Regions from separate parts of the Mus musculus genome. Here regions 1 and 3 are each linked to region 2. Evidence: chromatin contacts called from public Hi-C data. All regions are on one chromosome and are shown on one strand. The core of a region is the stretch at or near the end of the contact, and the rest is flanking DNA. Distances in the headings are between cores, read along the strand shown. Region 1 has its middle 61 kb from the start of Gcnt1. Region 2 overlaps Prune2 (prune homolog 2). Region 3 overlaps Gcnt1 (glucosaminyl (N-acetyl) transferase 1, core 2).

Region 1 (2,700 bases), core at 81-2,580, 130 kb after region 2:
TTCTGTTATGTTCACTTATGCGATCTGTTAAAGGCTGAACACCTCCATCCAGGCTTGAAGTCAAGTCCAGAGGGGCAGTGAGGACAAAGATCATCTGGCTTAAGTTGTCCTATGTAAGTTGCCCAGAAAGGGTCAAGAAAGGGGCCTGAAACAAGGCGCAAGCCCATTCAGGCGTTTTCTGCGGAGGTTGTAGCCGCTACCTGGTTGGGCTGGGATTCTGTTCTTTCTGGAGGATTCTGGCTGGGCTTCAGTGTTTTTCAGCAATAGTTCCTGTCTCCCTGATGCTGCAGTGTGTCCCTTAGTCCCGCTCCCACCCTCAGGCAGGCACCTAACCAGGAAAGTTTGCTGATGTCAGTTTGAAAACATGGGACCTAGGTGTCTGGAACATTTTAATTCTGTCTCCACTTTTTTTTTTTTAATGGGAAACAGAATGAAATAACAATGTGGGCACAGCTCCAAATCAATTGTGCTGTCAGGTTGGCAGCTCCTAGACCAGGCTACTGGAGTTCAAATCCAAAGATGGTTTCTGCTATGGTCAAGCGTCAGCTCTGGCTGAGACTTCCAGTTTTTAATTCTAGTGTGTATTGAGTTGACAAAATCTAACCTGTGCATTTGATGAGTGAGTTAGCGTCACTCATGGGGAAATCAGAGGACAGAGCATGCGAAACTGTCCTCCACCAGTGTGGGATCGGACTCAGGGCACCGGGCTTTGCAGCAGGGGCTTCTCCCGCTGAAAAGCTGATTTAATTCTATACAGACTTCTTATCCATAAAAATTTAAAAAAAAATAAGAACAGTTATGACATCCTGATAGTCTCCCTTCTTCCTTCCTTCTGTCCCTCCCTCCATTCTCCAATACTATTAAGATTTATAAAACTCACAGGCGAAGCGATAATTTCTGCATCTGTTTCATACATGAACATACATGCCTTCTTTTGCTAAGACTGCGAAGTTTCTGACTTCATTTTGATTCTTAGTTTGAAAGAAATTTGTGTACACATCTTTTTCCCCTCTTAATCATTTTTATTATTATTATTCAGTTCATAGCAGAATTGTGTTCCATGACGAACCATGCTTGCTTGGCACAGTAGAGTTTTAGCACAGGCAAGCCCTCAGTCCCAAGCAAACTGGGGCATTTGGCCACTGTGGCTATATCTCTGACCCTAAGGTCTTGTTTGGTGTGTAGCACAGCCTAAGAACAAAGGGAACAAGTATTGCTCAGCTAGGGAGAAGTCCGAAGCTGTAAACTGTCCTCTCATATGTATATCTGAACAACAGCAACACATTCTGAGAAACTTGTTAGGCCACTTCCTGTGTCGCCTTCAACTGAGTTTACAGAAACCGAGACTAACTGAAACTGAGTTAATCATCAGAAACCTGAGGTATAGGACCATCACTCTGCATATTAGCAGGAAACTCTCCTTTTTTACAAGTGGAATGACTATACACAAAGATGCTGATTAAAAAAAAAAACAATTAGTAATTACGTAAACCAGAGACATAGTAGCTGAGCCCCATTGCTACACATTGTGTGCTGTGCATCACTGTGGATGTAGCACACTCTGGTATGACTAACACATAGTAGGTCTGCTCACACATCACAAACAGGACAGATGTGCAGGGCACTCTTGGGACAGCATTAGATAACAAGTGTTTTTCAGATCTGCTAGCATCTTACAGGATCACTGTCCTATGTACCACTGAGCATAATATTGTCCCGATGTATGACTGGGCCTGACCCGTTTCTGATCTGAAGGGGAGGCATATGCCTCGTGGTATAGCCAGGGCTGGTTGATCAGTTGTCTTGAGACTTTCTGAGTTTTCTTTCTTTCTTTCTTTCTTTCTTTCTTTCTTTCTTTCTTTCTTTCTTTCTTTCTTTCTTTCTTTCTTTCTTTCTTTCTTCCTTCCTTCCTTCCTTCCTTCCTTCCTTCCTTCCTTCCTTCCTTCCTTTCTTTCTTTCTTTCTTTCTTTCTTTCTTTCTTTCTTTCTTTCTTTCTTTCTTTCTTTCCTGAGGACAGGTCATCCTCTCTGTTATGGAGCTGGGACGCTCTGTGTTTCTAGCACACATCTTACTCCCTTTCCCTTCTTCACAGGCTTCTGATGGTTGTTTTGCCCTCTTCTCTCCTCTCCAGAACCTTGACTTTGAGTTGCCACTTTGTGTCTCTGTGCTTCCTTCTGAGCTGGTGTTGCTCTCTCTCAATGTTGCCCCATGTGGTGTTTCCTCAATCAGATAAGAGGCCTGGAGACCGCCTGACATTAGCAATCAGCACCATCGGCTTCTCTGACGCCCACTTCGTGACAAGACAGCAAGTGTTTGTTATGAAGTTGGCATGGTGCACGTTATCTGAGAGTTTGAGCACCACAATGTAAGTTCCCTTATGACCCCATTTTAAAGAGGTACAAACCAAAAATCAAAGATAGAGCCCCATTCAAAGACCCACACCTCCTAAGTGGCATGGCAGGCATTTAAACCCAGTTTCTTTAAAAATAGCGTCTGAGAACTCCCTTCCTATAGCATGTCACCTCTAGAGCGACTTGTTCCATCTTCCATATCATCTGTGTTCATTAAAGCTCCCAAAGTCTTGAAGTGATCTAATTTACTTCTAATTAACTAAGCCCAATGAGAAACTGAAAACAGCATTTCTTTCTTTCTTGGCTGTGTTTTGGTTTGGTTTGGGTTTTTGCATGTGGTACTGGGATT
Region 2 (2,700 bases), core at 177-2,676:
CACTGTTTATCTTCTACCAAAGACACTTACCTGTCTGACTGCTCTTTCTAAGGCTTTCCATGCAGGTCCCCTCATCTATTTTAATTAGGAGCTCTTCCAGAGCCTTCTATAACATGTCAGGACCATGACTTTCTTCCAGCACTGTGTCTGTCTAGTCTGGAATCTTACCTACTCATCGAATTTTTAGTAACTTCATTTATGACACCTGAGTATTTCCCTTGGTAGAGTTTAAGCTTGAAAATGTATTAATTATTATCTAGATATTCAATTTCATATGATAGGACTTGTGTTTATGGTAGAGTATACCCACCTCATGGACAATACACTGTATTTTTTTGTACACTTGCACCATTGATAATATTAATTTGCCAATTAAGTATTGTAAGAAGTTAAAAATAATAACTAATAAAAATAAAGGAGTAATAACAAGGATATAACAGGTTTCTAAATTATTAAATTTTTATTTCTGGAACTTTCCGTTTAATATTTTCAGACTAGAATTGCATGTGGTAACAGAAACCACAGAAACTGTAGCTATGGGGCGGGTGGAGGAAGCTCATACCCAGTACATTACACCCTGCTAGACACAGCTAAAGCTTTTTATATTCTCTTCTTAGCAAAGACAGAAAGCCACAAATTAAGAAATCAAAGGAGCTCTAAGTTGAACTTAAAAGCAGTATTTTATTTAATTCATATGAGTACTTTATTCTAGGAAATTAAAAGTATCTAAGAATATGTTTGATATATATATATATATATATATATATAACATTTCAAAATAACTTTTAATTGGATCAAACACCCATTTAAGAATATTAAGTAAATTGAGTGAATTGAATAAATATGAATTTATATATGATGAAAGTAAAAAGCATACAAGTGTTATATTGATACTTAGATTTATGGAATACTAGAAAGTCTTTGATGTTCTTCCAAAATTCTGTCATAGCTTTAAAGATGTATGTTTATACTTTCACAACCCGGGCAAGAAGATATGTGTTGTAAAACGGAGGCTCTGTTGGGACCATGGAAATGGGTTATCCAAATTAACGATACCATTGAGACGGCAGTGTGAGCCAGATATTCCCTGTGAAGGAATAAAGTTTGCTATGTAGTCTGAATAGTCTCAAAGCAAAACAGGATAGAAACCATTTCTTGTGCATGTGCCCAGCAGCTTTAGCTCATCACAGGCACCCGAATCTAGCCGGGCAGAGCCCGCACAGCCATCAAGGCAGGAGGAAGGTGACACCGCATACACTTGTTCCTAAGTCTTTCCATTAGCTACAGCAAGTTATGGAGTCAACAACCCAATGTCAGGAAAATTCACTCGGAAGATTAGAAGCCAGGGACATGCCGCAACATTACTCCATCCAGTGAAGAAACCACAGAAGTGTCGTGAGGCGTCCTCTAGGTGGAGACGTGTAGCCAGTTCGGCAGCCTTCTGCCGCCTACTGTTTTTCATCAGGACACGCCTTTCCTACAGATGTTCATGCTCCTAAGAGTATCCCCGGATCTCTCCTAGACTTGCCGTAGGTTCTTATGGCTCAGATTTCCCTTATACCTGATGAATACCCATGAGCTTGTCGCAGTTCTTGCCTCCACACCCCCACACGTCCCATCCCCCGAGTGTGGCCTTCAGCTTTACCCTTCCCTGGTGCCTGCCTGCATGGTGTTCCAGCTGAACAGCTCAGGCTCAGTTCCATGACACCAGGGAGCAGGAGGCATGCTAGGATCTGCAGGTTTGTGCAGCTGTGAAATTACCTTTTACCTGGGTTCATACCCAGTTCTTAGGAATCTTAGCTATGCTTTGTCTAAACACGTACAACCCATACTCAATTAACCCACTGCTTCTGATGTTATTTTTGTTATTGGTTATTTTATTTATTTACATTTCAAATGTTATCCTCCTTCCTGGTTTCCCCTCAGCAAGCCCTCTATCCCATCTCTCCTCCCCCCTGCTTTTATGAGGGAGCTCGCCCACCCGCCCACTCCCACCTCACCTCCCTAGCATTCCTCTGCATTGGTGCATCAAGTCTCCACAGGACCAAGCCCCCCCCCCCCCACTCCTATTGATGTCAGATAATGCAATCCTCTGCTACATAAGCAGCTGGAGCAATGGGTCCCTCCATGTGTACTCTTTGGTTGGTGGTTTAGTCCCTGGGAGCTCTGGGTTGTTCAGTTAGTTGATATTGTTGTTCTTCTTATGGGGTTGCAAACCCCTTCAACTCCTTCAGTCCTTCCTCTAACTCCTCCACTGGGGTCCCAGTGCTCAGTCTGATGGTTGGCTGTGAGTATCCACATCAGTGTTGGTCAGGCTCTGGCAGAGCCTCTCAGGGGACAGCCATACCAGGCTCCTGTCAGCAAGCGCTTCTTGTCATCAGCAATAGTGTCTGTGTTTGGTGTCTGTATATGGGATGGATCCCTAGGTGAGGCAGTCTCTGGATGGCCTTTTCTTCAGTCTCTACTCCACTCTTTGTCCCTACATTTCCTTTAGACAGGAACAATTCTATGTTAATATTTTGGAGATGGGTGGGTGGCCCCATCCCTCAATGGGGGGCCATGTCTAATGTATGGATACGGTCTCTACAGGTTCTCTCTCCCCTTTGTTGGGTATTCCAGCTAATGTCACCCCTGTTGGGTCCTGGGAGCCTCTTGCCTTCCTAGCATCTACGACTTTCTAGTGGCTACCCCCAGTTATTT
Region 3 (2,700 bases), core at 119-2,618, 170 kb after region 2:
CAGATGGAGGGAACTTGAGAATATAATCCAGAGTGAGGTAACCTAGACCCAAAAGGACACACACCACAGGAGTCTAGCATGGCTGTCCTCTGAGAGGCTCCACCCAGCAGCAAACTCAGATGGGGATGCAGAGACCCAGTGCCAAACAGTAGATGGAGCTTGGGGACTCTTATGGAAGAATTGGGAGAAGGACTGCAGGTCCCAAAGGGGATTGGGACTCCACACAAAGACCAACAAGAGTCAACTAATCTGGACCCTTGGAGCTCTCAGAGAGTGAACCACCAACCAGACAACATACATGGGCAGGATCTAACCCCCCTGAACCACCCCAACATATATATCAGATGTGCAGCTTGGTCTTCATGTGGGTCCCAAACAACTAGGGTAGGAGGCTATCCCAAAAGCTGTTACCTGTCTGTGGGCTATGTACTTCTCGCTGGGCTGCCTTGTCTAGCCTCCGTGAGAAAGGATGTACTTAGCAGAGACTTGATGTGCTAGGGTAGGAGGATACCAAGAGGGGCCTCCATCCTCTCAGAGGAGAAGAGGAGAGGGAGAAGGGTCGTGGGAGGAGGTGACTGGGAGGGGGGGCCTGTGAGCAGTATGTGAAGTAAATAAATAAAAATAAATAGACTAAAAATAAACAAACAAATAACATTTAAAAAGAAGAAAAAGAAATAGAAAAACATTCGGACTTTATTTTACCGTTTAGAATCACAGGAAGCCTGAATCTGTTGAGGCTCTGACTCCTGGTGACATCCTGTACTTGCTCAGAGGGAATATTGTGCTGCCAAGTTCCTATCAAGCACCAGGCATCCAGCGATGACATGTCCCAGCAGGCTTTCCAACAGCCTGTAAAATAGAGAGGGAGGGGAGAGACGGTGCTGATGGTGTGTGCGCTTGCCGTATGCACACCACGAGAAAGCAGCTATTCCAGTGTGTTTACCCAACACCCCCTCCATCAAATATGTGGCTTGCCCAGGCCTCTACAGTCTTACTCTTTTTCTAATTCTATGTTTGTGGGATTTAGGTTAAACTCTTTTTCTTATTTTCTCTCTTCCTCCTCCTTTGAGATTCAAACCAAAGACCTAATGTATGCTAAATAAGCTGCATGGGATAAGCTTTCCAAGATAAACTCCAACAACATTCCCAAAATGAGTGCTAGGGAAGAGATTAACCGGCTAATCTAACTGGAAAATCCCACCCACTTTGTCCTCTCTATGAAGGCTCCCATGCTCACCAACATGTCAGCAACAACCTCACAGGTGAGTAGGCTGTTCACGTCATTACCAATACTTGAAGATTGTACTACTAACATATCAACAATGGGGTGGGGGTGGGGGTGCCTTGAGAGATGGCTTGCTGCTCTTCCAGCTGATTTGTTTGGTTCCCAGCAACCATGCCAACTGGGTCAGGCTCCATATTCACACACAACCATACACAATAGACATAACTAAAGATAAAATAAATATTAACTTAAAAATATCAACAATAACCAATATTCCTCTAAGTAACCCTTGCCCCTTTTTAGTTTCGGGAAGAAGAAAAAGAGCAGTCATTAGCAGATCAGGAAGTTAACTGGACAGAGACTTCCCCCTTTCCTTTTCTCTTTCTGAGGCAAAGTCTCACTGTGCAACCAAGTCCTGTGAATCTGTAATCCTCCAGCCTTTGTCTCTAGGGTGCTGGGATTACAGAGCTGATTAGAGACTTGAGTGGCTTCTCACAACAATACGAACCTCTTTCAAAAAAAAAGGCACTAAATAAATCCGATTTCCAGAGTCAACACTATATCACAAAATGCACAGCTACAACAACAAACACAAGACATGAAAAGAAACCCAAAACTTTGCCCCATACATAGGGGGAAAATGGTCAATCCTATCCCCAAAAGCAATTAGGCACTTGTCTTAAGCGACTAACTACTATCCATCCATTCAAACAAAACAGACTAAATAACTACTATACATCCATTCAAACAAAACAGACTAAATAACTACTATACATCCATTCAAACAACTTAAGAATTAAACAAAATTATGAGATAGCTAACCAAATTGAGACATTGAGACTGGCAGTAAAAAAAAGCATGGCACAGTGAGTCTATGAGACCCAAGTGACAACATGAAAAGCAAGTGTCTGGAAATGTGGGTAGGGGACTCCCAGAAGAAAAGAACAAAGAAAGAAGGACATGGAAAGAAATGTTTAATAATGATCGAAAAGCTGTATTCAAAATTGCCAAAATTTGGACATACGCTGTGCTTCGGTAAGTAAATAGATAAACATACTGAGGTATACCATAACTAAGAGCAATGAGTTCACAGCTCAGAGACTGTAAAGTGGAAATACGCACAGCCAAGACATAAAGACCTGGAGAGGACGTTCCTGTCACAGTTAAGCTGAGCTCAGCAATAGTTCCCACAGTGTGAGCGTCTTAAGCAGGGAGCCTATACAACTGATGTTTGGGTGGGATCATTCCTAGGCTCAGTGTAAGGTCATGGAGACAACAGTGGTGGCCGGAGCACTTCTGGACATGCTTAGCAAGTGTTGGCTGGGAACAAAGAAGATGTTCTAAGAGTGCATTCACAGGAGGCGCCTCCTCAGAGAGCCAGCCTCACTTGCTGGCTAACATACACGCAACAGCGACACATGACGGATTGACTAAAGGAAGTTGGTTATCTCAGCGCCACAGAAAGAAACCACTTG

What was found. A called contact is a pair of places that touch in the nucleus more often than the background predicts.
Region 1: a Hi-C map of group 2 innate lymphoid cells shows a contact between it and region 2, with 4 times the contacts expected there. A contact is called at or near these places in 1 of 39 promoter capture datasets (the 3T3-L1 cell line), 6 of 484 Hi-C or Micro-C datasets (the AML12 cell line, bone marrow-derived dendritic cells, bone marrow-derived macrophages and 3 more) and 5 of 130 datasets of targeted methods (CD8 T cells, the HPC-7 cell line, embryonic fibroblasts and 1 more).
Region 3: a Hi-C map of bone marrow-derived macrophages shows a contact between it and region 2, with 54 read pairs. A contact is called at or near these places in 1 of 39 promoter capture datasets (macrophages), 9 of 484 Hi-C or Micro-C datasets (the HL-1 cell line, bone marrow-derived macrophages, embryonic fibroblasts and 4 more), 9 of 130 datasets of targeted methods (the HPC-7 cell line, acute myeloid leukemia, bone marrow-derived macrophages and 5 more) and 4 of 9 other capture datasets (adipose tissue, liver, macrophages and 1 more).

The regions. Positions count from the first base shown.
Region 1 is chr19:17,294,016-17,296,715 of GRCm38.p6, forward strand. No RefSeq gene overlaps it. Among named protein-coding and RNA genes, the nearest start is that of Gcnt1, 61 kb to the right of the region's middle.
Region 2 is chr19:17,162,240-17,164,939 of GRCm38.p6, forward strand. The region is part of intron 9 of Prune2 (prune homolog 2); the gene reads left to right. Among named protein-coding and RNA genes, the nearest start is that of Gcnt1, 190 kb to the right of the region's middle.
Region 3 is chr19:17,332,408-17,335,107 of GRCm38.p6, forward strand. Gcnt1 (glucosaminyl (N-acetyl) transferase 1, core 2) reads right to left here. Exons shown (of 3, transcript NM_173442.5): 2 at 703-849. Among named protein-coding and RNA genes, the nearest start is that of Gcnt1, 23 kb to the right of the region's middle.